3 separate regions of the Sus scrofa genome follow, and regions 2 and 3 are each linked to region 1. The links are chromatin contacts, called in public HiChIP or PLAC-seq maps. All regions are on one chromosome and are shown on one strand. The core of a region is the stretch at or near the end of the contact, and the rest is flanking DNA. Distances in the headings are between cores, read along the strand shown.

What was found. HiChIP or PLAC-seq counts read pairs in DNA pulled down with a chosen protein or histone mark.
Region 2: a contact with region 1 is called in an H3K27ac HiChIP or PLAC-seq map of alveolar macrophages. The contact joins two enhancer-like sites. A contact is called at or near these places in 2 of 47 Hi-C or Micro-C datasets (alveolar macrophages and embryonic fibroblasts) and 1 of 2 datasets of contacts at active chromatin or transcription factors (alveolar macrophages).
Region 3: an H3K27ac HiChIP or PLAC-seq map of alveolar macrophages shows a contact between it and region 1. The contact joins two enhancer-like sites. A contact is called at or near these places in 1 of 47 Hi-C or Micro-C datasets (embryonic fibroblasts) and 1 of 2 datasets of contacts at active chromatin or transcription factors (alveolar macrophages).

The regions. Positions count from the first base shown.
Region 1 is chr14:100,863,907-100,868,148 of Sscrofa11.1, reverse strand. It overlaps a transcript of ACTA2 not described here. Among named protein-coding and RNA genes, the nearest start is that of ACTA2, 21 kb to the left of the region's middle. Within about 2 kb of position 1,883, at least 16 of the 83 cell types and tissues checked have an H3K27ac peak or open chromatin away from gene starts, as enhancers often do. A contact at or near this core is called in alveolar macrophages, where this site is marked.
Region 2 is chr14:101,170,110-101,174,351 of Sscrofa11.1, reverse strand. It overlaps a transcript of LIPA not described here. Among named protein-coding and RNA genes, the nearest start is that of LIPA, 10 kb to the right of the region's middle. Within about 2 kb of position 2,456, at least 8 of the 83 cell types and tissues checked have an H3K27ac peak or open chromatin away from gene starts, as enhancers often do. A contact at or near this core is called in alveolar macrophages, where this site is marked.
Region 3 is chr14:101,150,529-101,154,770 of Sscrofa11.1, reverse strand. The region is part of intron 2 of LIPA (lipase A, lysosomal acid type); the gene reads left to right. Among named protein-coding and RNA genes, the nearest start is that of LIPA, 9.5 kb to the left of the region's middle. Within about 2 kb of position 2,185, at least 16 of the 83 cell types and tissues checked have an H3K27ac peak or open chromatin away from gene starts, as enhancers often do. A contact at or near this core is called in alveolar macrophages, where this site is marked.

The DNA.
Region 1 (4,242 bases), core at 634-3,133:
GTAATTTGCAGCTTTGGTCTCTGTTGGGTTGACCTCACCCGTTACAGAGTGGCTCCCTCTAGTGGTGCAGCCGAGGATATGACAACCAGGACGTGTAAGTTTCCCAGGAAAGGGTAGACTCACATTAACACTGGAAGTTCCACATAAATGCTTTTAAGTGGGAAGAATTTGAAGATACACCGGAGATGAATATAAACATGGATTAAAGTGTATCAGTAAGAGAGTCCACACTGAATTCCAACTTGCGGAATCATTATACAACTCTACTCTCTTATAACCTCGGTTCTGGTAGCCTGATGGCTGAAAGCAAACAGGTGTGTGTGTGTATATTGCACATACACATATATCATATTTTGTAATATATTAACACATAACTTTTAACTTATGTATTAAACTTAATAAATATATATTAAAAGGTGGTATGACTTTCAGGTTTACCAGAGGACAAAAACAGAAAGAAATACTGCTCTAAAATCTCACTACACATCTAGATCATGTTTCCCTTTTGATCAATATTTGTCTCTGAAAACAATACTACAAATACATTCACAACAGGAGGGACGGGAAAAATAACAATACTTCCCAAGGACCACTGGTGTCAATCATCATGTATTTACAGGTATCCTCACTCATTTGTTCATCAGAAATACATGTGGAAAATATTATCCTGTCCATTTTATAGATAAATGGGAGTTGTTCCCTTAATACCATCATACAGGAGAGCTGCCACCCTTTGTTTCTCTTTTACCCATGTGGCTTGTAGGAGATACAAATACATATAAAAACTCCTCTCTGTCCCTAAACAGAGACAGAGACTCCTGTCCTTAGTCTCAAGGCAGTGTTCTGTCCAGACTGTTGAGTGTCCTCAGCAGCTCCCAGGCTGGGTACCACTTGTTCTCCTGGGTACAAACATCTGGATGGGGTAATCAACCACCGATTGTCCTTGGGAGTGAGAGGATCTCCATTCACGTCGACATCTCACTGCAGAGACCTCAGGGCCCAAGATTTAATGGCTATTTGGTCCAGAAAACCCAAGCTCCCCTGGTCTTCTCTGCCCTGTAGCTTGAGGTAATTAGGATGATTATTGCAAATAATATGAGCTGTCATGTGCTGGGCACCTGTCATGACCAGATCCTGCCAAGCCCTTTCTATTAGGATCTCATTTCATCCCACAACAGCCCTATGGAGTGGATGTTCTCACTCTCTCTCTCTCTCTCTTTTTTTTTTCCTCACAGTTGGAGCAACTGAGGCTACCCAGGTTAAGGAATATACCCAATGTCATTCCACTGACAGAGGTGAGACTTGAGCTGCAAATCCATACTTTTAGCTTTTAAGCCAGCATTTCTCAAAGAATAGTCCACACAGATCAACCTCTTTGGGGGCTCACTTTAAATAGGCAGATTTCTGAAAAACCCAAGGGCTGCTGAGCTACAACATCTGTTGATGTGGCTGCAAACCTGAGCTTTAATCAGATTTCTCTGGTGATTTTTTTTTGGTCACTTCCATGGCATGCAGAAGTTCCTGGGTCAAGGACTGACCCCGCGCCACAGCTGTAATCAGAGCCACAGCCATGACAACACCAGAACCTTAAGCTGCTGAGTCAGGAGGGAATTCTGGTAATTGTCTGGCACATCAAAATTTAAGAATCTCTGTAACATGCTATGATTGAAATGCTCCAGTTGTGAATTTTTGCTTACCAGGCAAGGCACTCAATACCTCCTGGACTGAAATTTAAGGATTAGACACTTGGGAATGGATCACTTTGAAAATTTAGGCAAAACTCACCAAGCATTCCCAGAGTCATTGCAAGGTTTAGGACAAGTGAACCAAGTTGGCTGTACTTCATATTCACCACCAGAGGGCGCGAGCTCTCCGCTAAAGGAAAGGGCTTTTAGACCAGTTTCTCAATCTGGAAACTGGCAGGGCCAGAGGCAAAAATCAGGGAAACCAGAACCATCCACTGAACATGCATGATTGAAATGTTCTTTGTGAGCACTCAGCCACAGGGCCTAAGCACTTCCTCCAGCGTAGATCAGTAACTCCTGGCCTTGATCTCACAAGATTCGCATGACTTGAAGGGCTGGACTTGGTGGCAGAGTCCCATTATCCAGGCTCATATGAATCTCCCGAGGAGAAAAAACCCACAGCAGACAGGTTTGGCTGCTTCCTCAGTCCTCTTCTCGCCTTAACGATAGCAAACCAAACACTAAGAGCCTTCTTCTATGACAGCCAATTTTCCCACCACGGGCTTTTGCAGCCCCTGAGGATGACATGGGATTTTAATAACATTGATCCACATCATGCAGCCTTTGCACAGGAGGAAGCATGACTTTTTAAATAAATGAATAATTCTCTGTTGTCTTTCTGATCTCATTTGTGCATTCATGCTAAGCTTGGGTATTTTTAGCAGGATTTCAAAGAACAGCCTGGAGAAGAATTTGCATTTCCTGTGAGGGATGGGGGCGTTGTCTGGGCCAGCATACTCACAGAGTGACCACAAGCCACTGCAGCAACTAAGCTTATACAAAAAGCCAGGAGAGAGAGAGAGAGAGCGAGAAAAAGAGAGAGAGAGAGACGGAGGGAATGGGATTGCTAGGGATGTAGTTCTTCTGTATCAGAGTGTAAAAACCAGATGTTTAAGTAATATTTGTTCCTGGGTGAGCCAAGCCAATTTAGAAAACATTTGAAAGGCACTTTCCAGATTTACAAAGAACAAGGTTCTGGCTGGATCAAACTTACTGTCTATGAGGAAATGGACATTAAACAAATAGGTAGAGTACACTAAGAGGATTACGAAAGTGGAAATACATGGGTTATAAGCTCTTATGACCTTGGGGAGGCTTCCTTGAGAAGGTGGAGTTTAAGAAGAGCCTTAAAGGAGTTCCCATTGTGGCTCAGTGGTTAACGAATCCGAATAGGAACCATGAGGTTGCGGGTTTGATCCCTGGCCTTGCTCAGGATCCGGCGTTACTTTGGGCTGTGATGTAGGTTGCAGTCGAGGCTCGGATTCCGCATTGCTGTGGCTCTGGTGTAGGCTGGTGGCTATGGCTCCAATTTGACCCTTAGCCTGGGAACCTCCATATGCCGTGGGAGCGGCCCAAGAAACAGCAAAAAAAGACAAAAAAAAAAAAAAAAAAAGAGGCCTAAAGAGTCACAGTTAACTGGGAAAAAAATGGGGGGGGGGGTGAGGGTGTTGAGACTGGAGAAGAGGAAGTAGCATGAACAGGAATGTGCTCCAGGCAGAGGCCCAGAGATGGGAGAGGACGCATGTGTAGAAAAGAGAACCCCAAAGAACTGGGCCACACATAGACTTTAGAAGTATGACTCTAGTTGACTCAGTTTTCCAAAGCAGAGCTCATAGCGTTTTCTCTGTGAAATGTCTGCCTTGAAATCCGTCACCCATTACAAGCAATTAAGGCAACCCTGAATGAGAAGTTGGTAGCTCTGAGTCATTTGCCCTTGGCAAACATTTCCTCTTGCAGATTAATTCAATTCTTCATCTCCATTTCATAAAGGTATCTGGGAAACAAAGACCCTAAAACTACCGACTTTCACTATGCTCTGTCCTGATGGCTCCATCTAGTCCAGACTTCTGTTCTTCTTGTGGTAACTTCATGCCCCCTTAAAGATGGAAGGGAGATGTGCTCTCACGGCACAGTGGGTCTAGGTTCTGGCTTTGTCACCGCAGTGGCTTGGGTCACTGTTGTGGCAGATAAGGAAACAGGCTCCTCTGTAGTTTGGTTAATGACAATTTTCAGAGGCCTAAATAAAGCTCAAAGTCCGTAAGTAGGTTTCTTCTCATTGGAGAAAAACCACTGTCGTCACACCAAATCAAAAGCTAATCTTTTTTACATTCTACATTCTTCTTAGATCATATCTTATATTTCTTTCCCTATGCATTTTGTTTTGAAACTTATTCCTCGGTCCTTTCATTGGATCACTTCTCTCCCCCCCCATATTTATTTATTTATTTATTTATTATTTTTTAGGGCTACACCCGAGGCAGAAGGAAGGTCCTTGGCTAAGGGTCGAATCGGAGCTGCAGCTGCTGGCCTACGCCACAGCCACAGCAATGGAGGATCTGAGCCACATCTGTGACCCACACTGCAGCTCACGGCAACACTGGCTCCTTAACCCAGTGAGCGAGGCCAGGGATCGAACCTGTGTCTTCAAGGATGCTAGCCACGCTTGTTACCGCCGAGCCGCCACAGGAACTTCCTTCCCCTTAGATCTTTGTACATG
Region 2 (4,242 bases), core at 1,207-3,706, 310 kb before region 1:
TACAGTTGTCTAATTTTGGAAGGTATCAAGCATATCATGCAGAACCATGTATAAACCTGTCCAAATTGTCTCTTCTCAGTCAGCTAGTCACATGGAACCCCCCCCCCCTCCATGAGGACATAGGTAAGGACTGAGAGAGAAAAGGCAAAGTAGAAAAAATCTGGGTCATGGAAATCTTGCTTGTGGGACTTCCTTGAGTCTTTAGGTCCTACATGGCCTCAATTTCATCTACAGCACTTCTCTTGATGGACAGTTCCTGTGCACACCCAACTTTATAGTTTGATTGATCTTGCTACACCCAATTTGTGATGGGTAGTCAAGTCATATATAGCTTGGTGGCTCATTGTCAAGTATTCATTCAATCTCCACTAAGAGTTCTGAACAAACTATTGTTCCTCAAAGGAGAATGGTCATTTGGAGAAGATGACATAGCTGTTCTCCAAGATACTACGACCAAGTCAGCATCGTACCATCAGCATCAGAGTGGACCAGTTCAACTGTCAGAAGATGACTTTCATGTGCTTGAATGTTTAATATTTGAATTTTATGTTTAACTACATTGTGTTAAAGTTTTGCACTATGTCATGCATCGGTCTGAGTACTCCTTATAGAAGAGCACTTTCCTTTTTTCTTCAGGCCAGATGAAAGCGGGTGACTCCTTTCTTGTCTTATTCTTAGCTCTACCAAATAATACTTGCTACCTGTCTTTCAGTGAAATACTAAGTTGTGCCAGGCATCACCTAAAATGAATTAAGGAAGACATGCATCCTTCTTTTTTGGATAGAGAAGTGAGCTGTCTAGAGAATTTTATGCTTATTTGCAAGGGAGTATTGAAGTACTGAATGTGAAGTTCTTAGGAAGACATTAATAAGAAATGTTTAACCAATTTGTGTTTCCTCCTTCTGCTTTCCTTTCAGAAGAATGTTATCTTTCATCTTGTTGGGAATAAGGAGTACTAGAAACTAGAGGGGAAGGGTCTTTCTAGGTGACCACATTTTCCTAGAGCGACCTAGGGTCTAGGAATAGTCTCAGAAGTTGGATGGGGGTGAAGGGAATATCCATGCTTGTACTTTTCCTGTGTTGAGTTCTTTGATCTAACAGGAAATATGTTCATTTATCCAAATGGATAATAACATTTGGAAAGAAAATATTTTCCAAAGCTACAGTTGAATTGTCATCTTGTCAATATGTCCCTTTAAGATTTCCCCAAAGAGGCAAATATTTGGGCTTCAGAAACCTCAGTGTCATTTGTACACATTTTCATGCAATCTTAAAGGATTATATGGTTGTCTCTAGAGAAGTTAACACTTACGTTACCAAAGATTTCTTTGTCTAATATGTTGGCACCTTTAAACAATATTGAAAGAAGGATAAAATATTGATTAGAATAAGAAAAATCCTCAAAGAGAAGCTATGTTAGATCTACAAGTTTTTTATTTCAATAATTTTATCTTAATGGAATTACCATAGGTATATAACTGATATTGGTTTAAAAAATGGATATAACCTAAACATCCAACAAAAGGGATTTACTAGTAAAGTATTGTACCTCCAAATGACAAAATCATAAATGTACCCACTAAAAACTATTTTTTAAATATTGAATGACATAGAAAGATTTCCAATGTTAAGTGAGAATAAAGTAGACAACCAAATAATGTATATAATATCAGCCCATTTTTTTGTAAAATTATGTATACAGAGGAGAATAGGGCTGGATGTATACACCCCAAAGCAGAAATTATGTTTAATCTATGTAATAAATAAAGTCATTAATAATAAGAAAATAAATTGAATTTATAGAAAGGAATTTACTATATGGAAAAAATGTTAAAAAAAAAAAAAACCAACACATTTATTGAGTACTATGTGCCAGGCCTATTATAAGTGCTTTACACATATTATCTTGTCTAAACTTTCAAATGGGCTTAGATACTACTAATTTTATTTTACAGATGAGAAAACTGAGGCATAAATAAGGTAAAAATGTTGGGAGTTCCCATCGTGGAACAGCAGAAACAAATCTGACTAGGAACCATGAGGTTGCAGGTTCGATCCCCGGTCTGGCTCAATGGGTTAAGGATCCGGCATTGCCATGAGCTGTGGTGTAGGCTGCAGATGCGGCTTGGATCCTGCGTTGCTGTGGCTGTGGCTATGGCTGTGGCTGGCAGCTTTAGCTCTGACTGGACCCCTAATCTGGGAACCTCCGTATGCCACAGGTGTGGCCCTAAAAAGCAAAATAATAATAATAAATAATAAATGAAAAAAAAAGTTAAAAATCTTGCCCAAGTTCTCATTTTCACAGCTAGCAAACTGTAGATACTGGCTTGAACTTGGGTGGTGTGACCCTAGAGTCTGCCCTCCTAACCACAATTTTGGACTTCCTCCTACATCCCTCTGCCAACACTGAGTGTAGGAAGATCATGTGAACATTATCTTGAACTTCCCCTTCTGGATCCATTGTTTATCTTGTTACATCCTTCCCTAAGAAGGGTGAGGATTATGAAATAGACTACATGAGCAGATTCCTCTGCCCTCCAGCTACTGGTTAGGTTTTATACATGGGGAAGGAGCATGGAGGGAGGGAGACAGTGACGGTAGAGGGTTTATTTCTCTGGTTCTCTCCCTGATGAGAGGCTGTAGACTGTGTCACTCTACTGAAGGGGATACTGCTCCTTTCAAGAGGACTTCTATGAGACTCCTTCCTTCCATTTTCCGGTAACCATCTCATCTCTTTGGGCCTAGGGGTGGTTAACAGCTGTGCTATCATGTGATTCCCCTACCCAACAAGTGTCAAATAGTTCCTTTGTAAATCAGCTCTCTCAATCATCTCACTCCAATTCTTGTGTCCTTATTAGAGTCCTGACTGATACGAGTTGCAATTCCTCTTTTCAAAAAGCTGACATTGAGCATTTTGAGTACTCACCACATGAACAGGAAAGTTGAAGATAATATAAAAATACATCTGTAGGATTAAGGTTGGTGGTTATAAACTAATATATTTTAAGTTTCATGTTCATAGCCACCTGCACCTTATTCGCCATTCCTTATTTCTCCTTTTTTAGACAGAATTAGATTAGCTGTAGAGATGTCTGTGAAGCATTTCACATGGTGATCAGGATATAATCTTGCTCTTGTGATTATGTCAAAGTAATTCTCACTGCAGTTCTCAGAGCAGTTTACAGAGCTTGTGACACACATGGACATTGAGTCATAGAGCATTTTACAGATAGTTCTTTACCTGGAACAGATTTATGGGATAATTAGATAGAACCTCTTTAGAAACTGAGAAATAGAAAGTAGGAGTTCCTGTTGTGGCTTAGCACGTTTGATCCCTGGCCTCACTTAGTGGATTAAGGACCTGGCATTGCTGCTGGTGTAGGTTGCAGATGCAGCTCAGGTCTGGTGGTGGTGTTGTGGCTGTGGCATAGGCTGCAGCTGCAGCTCCAATTAGACTGACCCCTGGCCACAGAACTTCCTATGCCAAAGGTGCAGCCATAAAAAGGCAAAAAAAAAAAAAGAAAAAAAAAAAAGAAAAGAAAGAAAGAAAATAGAAACAGACAGACTGGAGTCAAAATGTCTGTATAGACTCTCCTTATCTTCTATTCAAGATAACAAAGCTATAACACAGTTTGTTCCCTGCTTTCTCAGTCCTCTAATGTTGAGGCCTTTCTCGTTAACTGTTGACTTATTTTACAAGTCAGAGGAGAACAGATATTTGAGTACTTGCAATTTAGGAGAAGCCAACAGAAAAGGTTTGTCTATGGTCAAGCACCACAGATGTGACCTGGTTAGTGTTCCACTCCCTTGAGGCATCTGCCTCCTTCTTTTGTGCCCCACATGATTGATGGTGATGACATACAAAAGTTTATATATATATATATACTATATATATAAAATATATATATATATATTTAAACTTTGCAGCAAGGAGAGATGTCTAGCAAAAGTATTCCACAGTAGCAAGGATACAAAAATTATCATGGCATAATGCAAGACCAGAGGCAATCTTTTGCTCTGTTCTAATATCTTGTTTATATTTTCTTAAGTTATAGCTCACAGAATGGATACCCTCACAGACGAAGGAAGCATTGTAACATGATAGAGGAAGTACCTGATTGGTTCCCATAGGCCTGCCCAGGATATACCTAACACAGTAACTCCGGCAGCCTCCCAGTGAAGGGGAGGAGGGGCATAAGAATCCATGGGGATTTGTACCATGTAGAAAGTGAAGCTCCTCAG
Region 3 (4,242 bases), core at 936-3,435, 290 kb before region 1:
ACATGCCCCTCTGGAATGGTGCTCACTCTGGCCACCGTCTTTTTTTGGGGGGCTTTTCTGGGGCGGCTCCTGTGGCATATGGAGGTTCTCAGGCTAGGGGTGGAATCGGAGCTGTAGCCACCCACCTACGCCAGAGCCACAGCAACACAGGATCCGAGCCGCATCTGTGACCTACACCACAGCTCACAGCAACGCTGGGTCCTTAACCCACTGAGCAAGGGCAGGGACCGAACCCACAACCTCATGGTTCCTAGTCGGATTCGTTAACCACTGCACCACAGCGGGAACTCCTCTGGCCACCATCTTCATTGCTATACATTCTAAAAACAATCCTTTCCATCCTTCCAGCTTAACTGCCAACTTCCCCGTTCGCTTGTGCAGGAAGGAGATGCACTTCCTCAGAACTCCCAAATGCCTCGTCGCCTCGAGGTGCTTTTCTTACTCTGCGTTGGGGTTGACTTTGTGTACTCCTCTCTCCCCACCCTCCCTCTCTGCAGCCACTCTGATGGCAGAAGCTGCATCTTTGCCTGCTTTGTATTTCTCACAGCAACCAGCAGCAACATGCCTTCTGAGTGGCTGGCCTAAGTAAGAGTTATATGGGGCAGTCTTCAAAATTGGGATTCTAAAGTGGATGAAGGCAATGGATCCTCTCTCTGGTAAGAAAAAAAGAGAGAGAGGGAGGGGGTTGGGAAGGAGAGAGGAGGGGAGGAAGGGAGGGAGGAAGAAAGGAAGGGAGGAAGGAAGGGAGGGAGGGAGGGCACCTGGGCACACAAATATTTTATATTCAGCTGCCGAGAGCTTATGGACCCAGTAAAGAATCCCCTGATATAGATAATCATTTGCCTGTCTGGTCAGACCTCTACTAATTAGGCAGCTTGAAATGTGTATTTAGAAAACTCTTGGCAACGTATGGAGTAGATATATGTTTCTAAATGTTAACAAACTTATCTATCGAGTGTTGAGCTACCCCTCATTTGCACTAACTCCACAAGAGAATTGAAGTTCAGAATCTGTTGCTTAGGGAAGTGGTTATGTTTTTCATCTGCTCAGCCTGATTTCAGAAAGTCATGGGGTGGTAGCACTAGAAGCATCTGAGTCCTGCCAGGGCCAGGGATTTAGAGAGTTTGCTTTTTTCTTTTCTTTCTTTTTTTTTTTTTTCTTTTTAGGGCTGCACCTACAGCATATGGAAATTCCTAGGCTTGGGGCCGAATCAGAGCTGCAGCTGCTGGCTTACACCACACCCACAGCAACTCGGGATCTGAGCCACTTCTTTGACCTGTTCCACAGTTCATGGCAACACTGGGTCTTCAACCCACTGAGCGAGGCCAGGGATCGAACCCACATCCTCATGGATGCTTATCTGGTTTGTTACCACAATGGGAACTCCTGGAGAGCTTGCATTTTTAGCATAACTCCCCAGTGTATTCCAAGGTAAAATCCCTGGGTTTGGGAACCCATGTTCTAGAACAACACTCTCATTTTACTGGACCAGACAGTGAGACTCAAAGAGGGAAAGGGATTTACTTGAGGTCAAAGGATAGTGGCCCAGTCAGTCTGCCATCAGATTCACTGTTCTTTGCACTGGAGTATTCGATCTTACGTAATAAGTATTGAGCAAGCTATTAATTCTGTGATAGTAAGAATATTTATTTATTTGTCTAAAATAGGGAAATAAATAAAGGCCTTGCCTAAAATACATAAAGTACCAATGATCACTTACTTCTTGCCAAACCGGGAAATAAACTGTAAAATAAAGCAATTAGCAAATGAAGCACCGGTATTGGAATACTTATGTCTGAAGAGCATTGTGTGTTTGATGGTCCAATAAGTAAAGTGCATTTTAGGCTGTTAAGTAATTGCCTTCTTGCAGAAACAGGCTATTTGAACTTTGCCTTAGGAAAGAATCATCAGGGGTTGCCCAATGAACTTTTTGTGAGTCATATTTGAAAATCTACCACGTGGCTTGTGAGCTAGGTCTTTGGGGGAAAAGTCACTGGCCTGTGGTTTTAAAAAAACATTTTTTTTTTGATTGTATATTTTAGGATTCTGACCAATTTCTGGTTTTTCTCCTCTTCCCTTTTATGTGGTTCCTAGGGAAACCATTTCCTAAATGCAGAGGCCTTGATCAGCTTGGATATAATTCCTCGCCTCCCGAAGGCCCTGGACAGATGGGCTATTAAGCAGTGCCGGGCTTGCTTGGACCTTGATGGCACTCTGGGTAGGGAGCTGTGTTCAGACCCTCTGCCTAATGAGTACCACAAGGCAGTGTCCGCTTCACAGCACAATTTGTCTCCTAACTGCAGGTGAGGGCTGGAGCAAAGCGTCAGAGTGGAAAGGAAGAGAGCACTCTGCTCAGCACCCCTCCTTCCTCCAGGGCTCCTTCTCCTCCTGCTTGAGGGCTCTTCCCTGGTCTCTGTCCTCAGCCTCAAGGTTGCTTCAGGGAGGATTTCCCCAGCTGCCCACACTCAGACAGGCTCCTGGGTGCATATTCTCATAGCTCTCTATGCATTTACTTCATAGCAGTTAAGACAGTAAATAATAAGTTATTATGCTGGTGGTGAGGTCTGTAACCTTGGTTTTCCGCAGTGGGCCTTGAGCTTTCTTCCTGCCCAAGGCTTCAGTCTACCCGCTCCTATAGTCCCGGGACCTCCTGGGGATTGGGTTGGCCAAAGCTCTGCATGTTCCTTGTTCAAGAGCACTTTGAGGCTGGACACCCAGTGGTTAAATGGGAGCACGCTCACAGCATTGGCCTTGGGTTTAAGTCCTGGCTCTGCTACTTTAACTAGCTGCATGACCTCGACAGTGTACTTGAGCTCACTAAGTTTTAATTTCTTCATCTACTAAATGAGAAGAATAATACTTGCCACTTCATAGGTGGTTGTAAAAGTTAGATGAAATAAGGCTTGTAAAGTGTGGAAAGTGCTTGATTTTGATAACCTCAAGTGTACCAGCTTCCATTGCTTAAGTTTCTGGGGATAAATACTTAGGAGATAAGCCTCTCCTTATTTCTTCTTCATGTGCATGTAAGGTGGCTGAGGCTTCCCACTAATGTGACTTGTTTATGGTGTTTGGGGCTGGTTTTTGAGACCAATTCTTCAAACTAGACATAGACTACAAAAATTCACTCAATCGCCCCCTGCTTTGGATAAATGAAAGTCTATACTCAATAATTCTTGAGTAGGGGGCCCTAGAACTGCCTCCAGGGGTCTGTTGGATGCAGACCCAGGATCTCCACATTCGATGGGCCCGCCCAGCACTGCAGAGGACTGGACACACTCACCTTTCGATGGATCCACCTTGAACATGGCTATAGATGGGCTCTATCGCAAGAGGCAAGGGAACGTCTCAAAAATGATTTCCAGGCTCTGTCCCTGGAGTTCCCGGCTCCTTAAATCAGGACTAGGGCCAGAATTTTTTTTTTTTTTTTTTTTGTCTTTTTGCTATTTCTTTGGGCCGCTTCCGCGGCATATGGAGGTTCCCAGGCTAGGGGTCTAATCGGAGCCACCGGCCTACACCAGAGCCACAGCAACTCAGGATCTGAGCCACGTCTGCAACCTACACCACAGCTCACGGCAACGCCAGATCGTTAACCCACTGAGCAAGTGCAGGGACCGAACCCGCAACCTCATGGTTCCTAGTTGGATTTGTTAACCACTGCACCACGACGGGAACTCCTTTTTTTTTTTTTTTTTTTTTTTTTTTTTTTTTGGTCTTTATAGGGCCACACCTGCGGTATATGGAAGTTCTCAGGCTAGGGGTAGAATCGGAGCTACATCTGCCGGTCTATACTGCAGCCACAGCAACACTAGATCCAAGCCATGTCTGCGACCTATACCACAGCTCATGGCAACGCTGTATCCCCCACCCATTGAGAGAGGCCAGGGATAGAACCTGCAACCTCATGGATTCTAGTCTAATTTGTTATTGCTGAGCCACAACGGGAACTCCTGAGAAATGTGTAATTTTTTTAAGTGACCCTAGATGATTATGATATAGAGCCACTTTTGGGAAATAGTGCTTGGCTTGCTTTGAAGTGACTGGGTACAAACAGGGTATTTCTCAGCACTCTTCCTCTCCCCTGCCTCTTTATTTTTGAATGAAGTTTTCTTTAGAGTTGTGATTGCAAGCAAGGACTTTGGAATGAGGCTGACTTGGGTTCTAGTTCTGGCTCACTGCTAGGTGAGTGTTCTAGGGCAGGTCACTTAACCTCTCTTCAGACACCAGTCACCTCATCTTTAACAT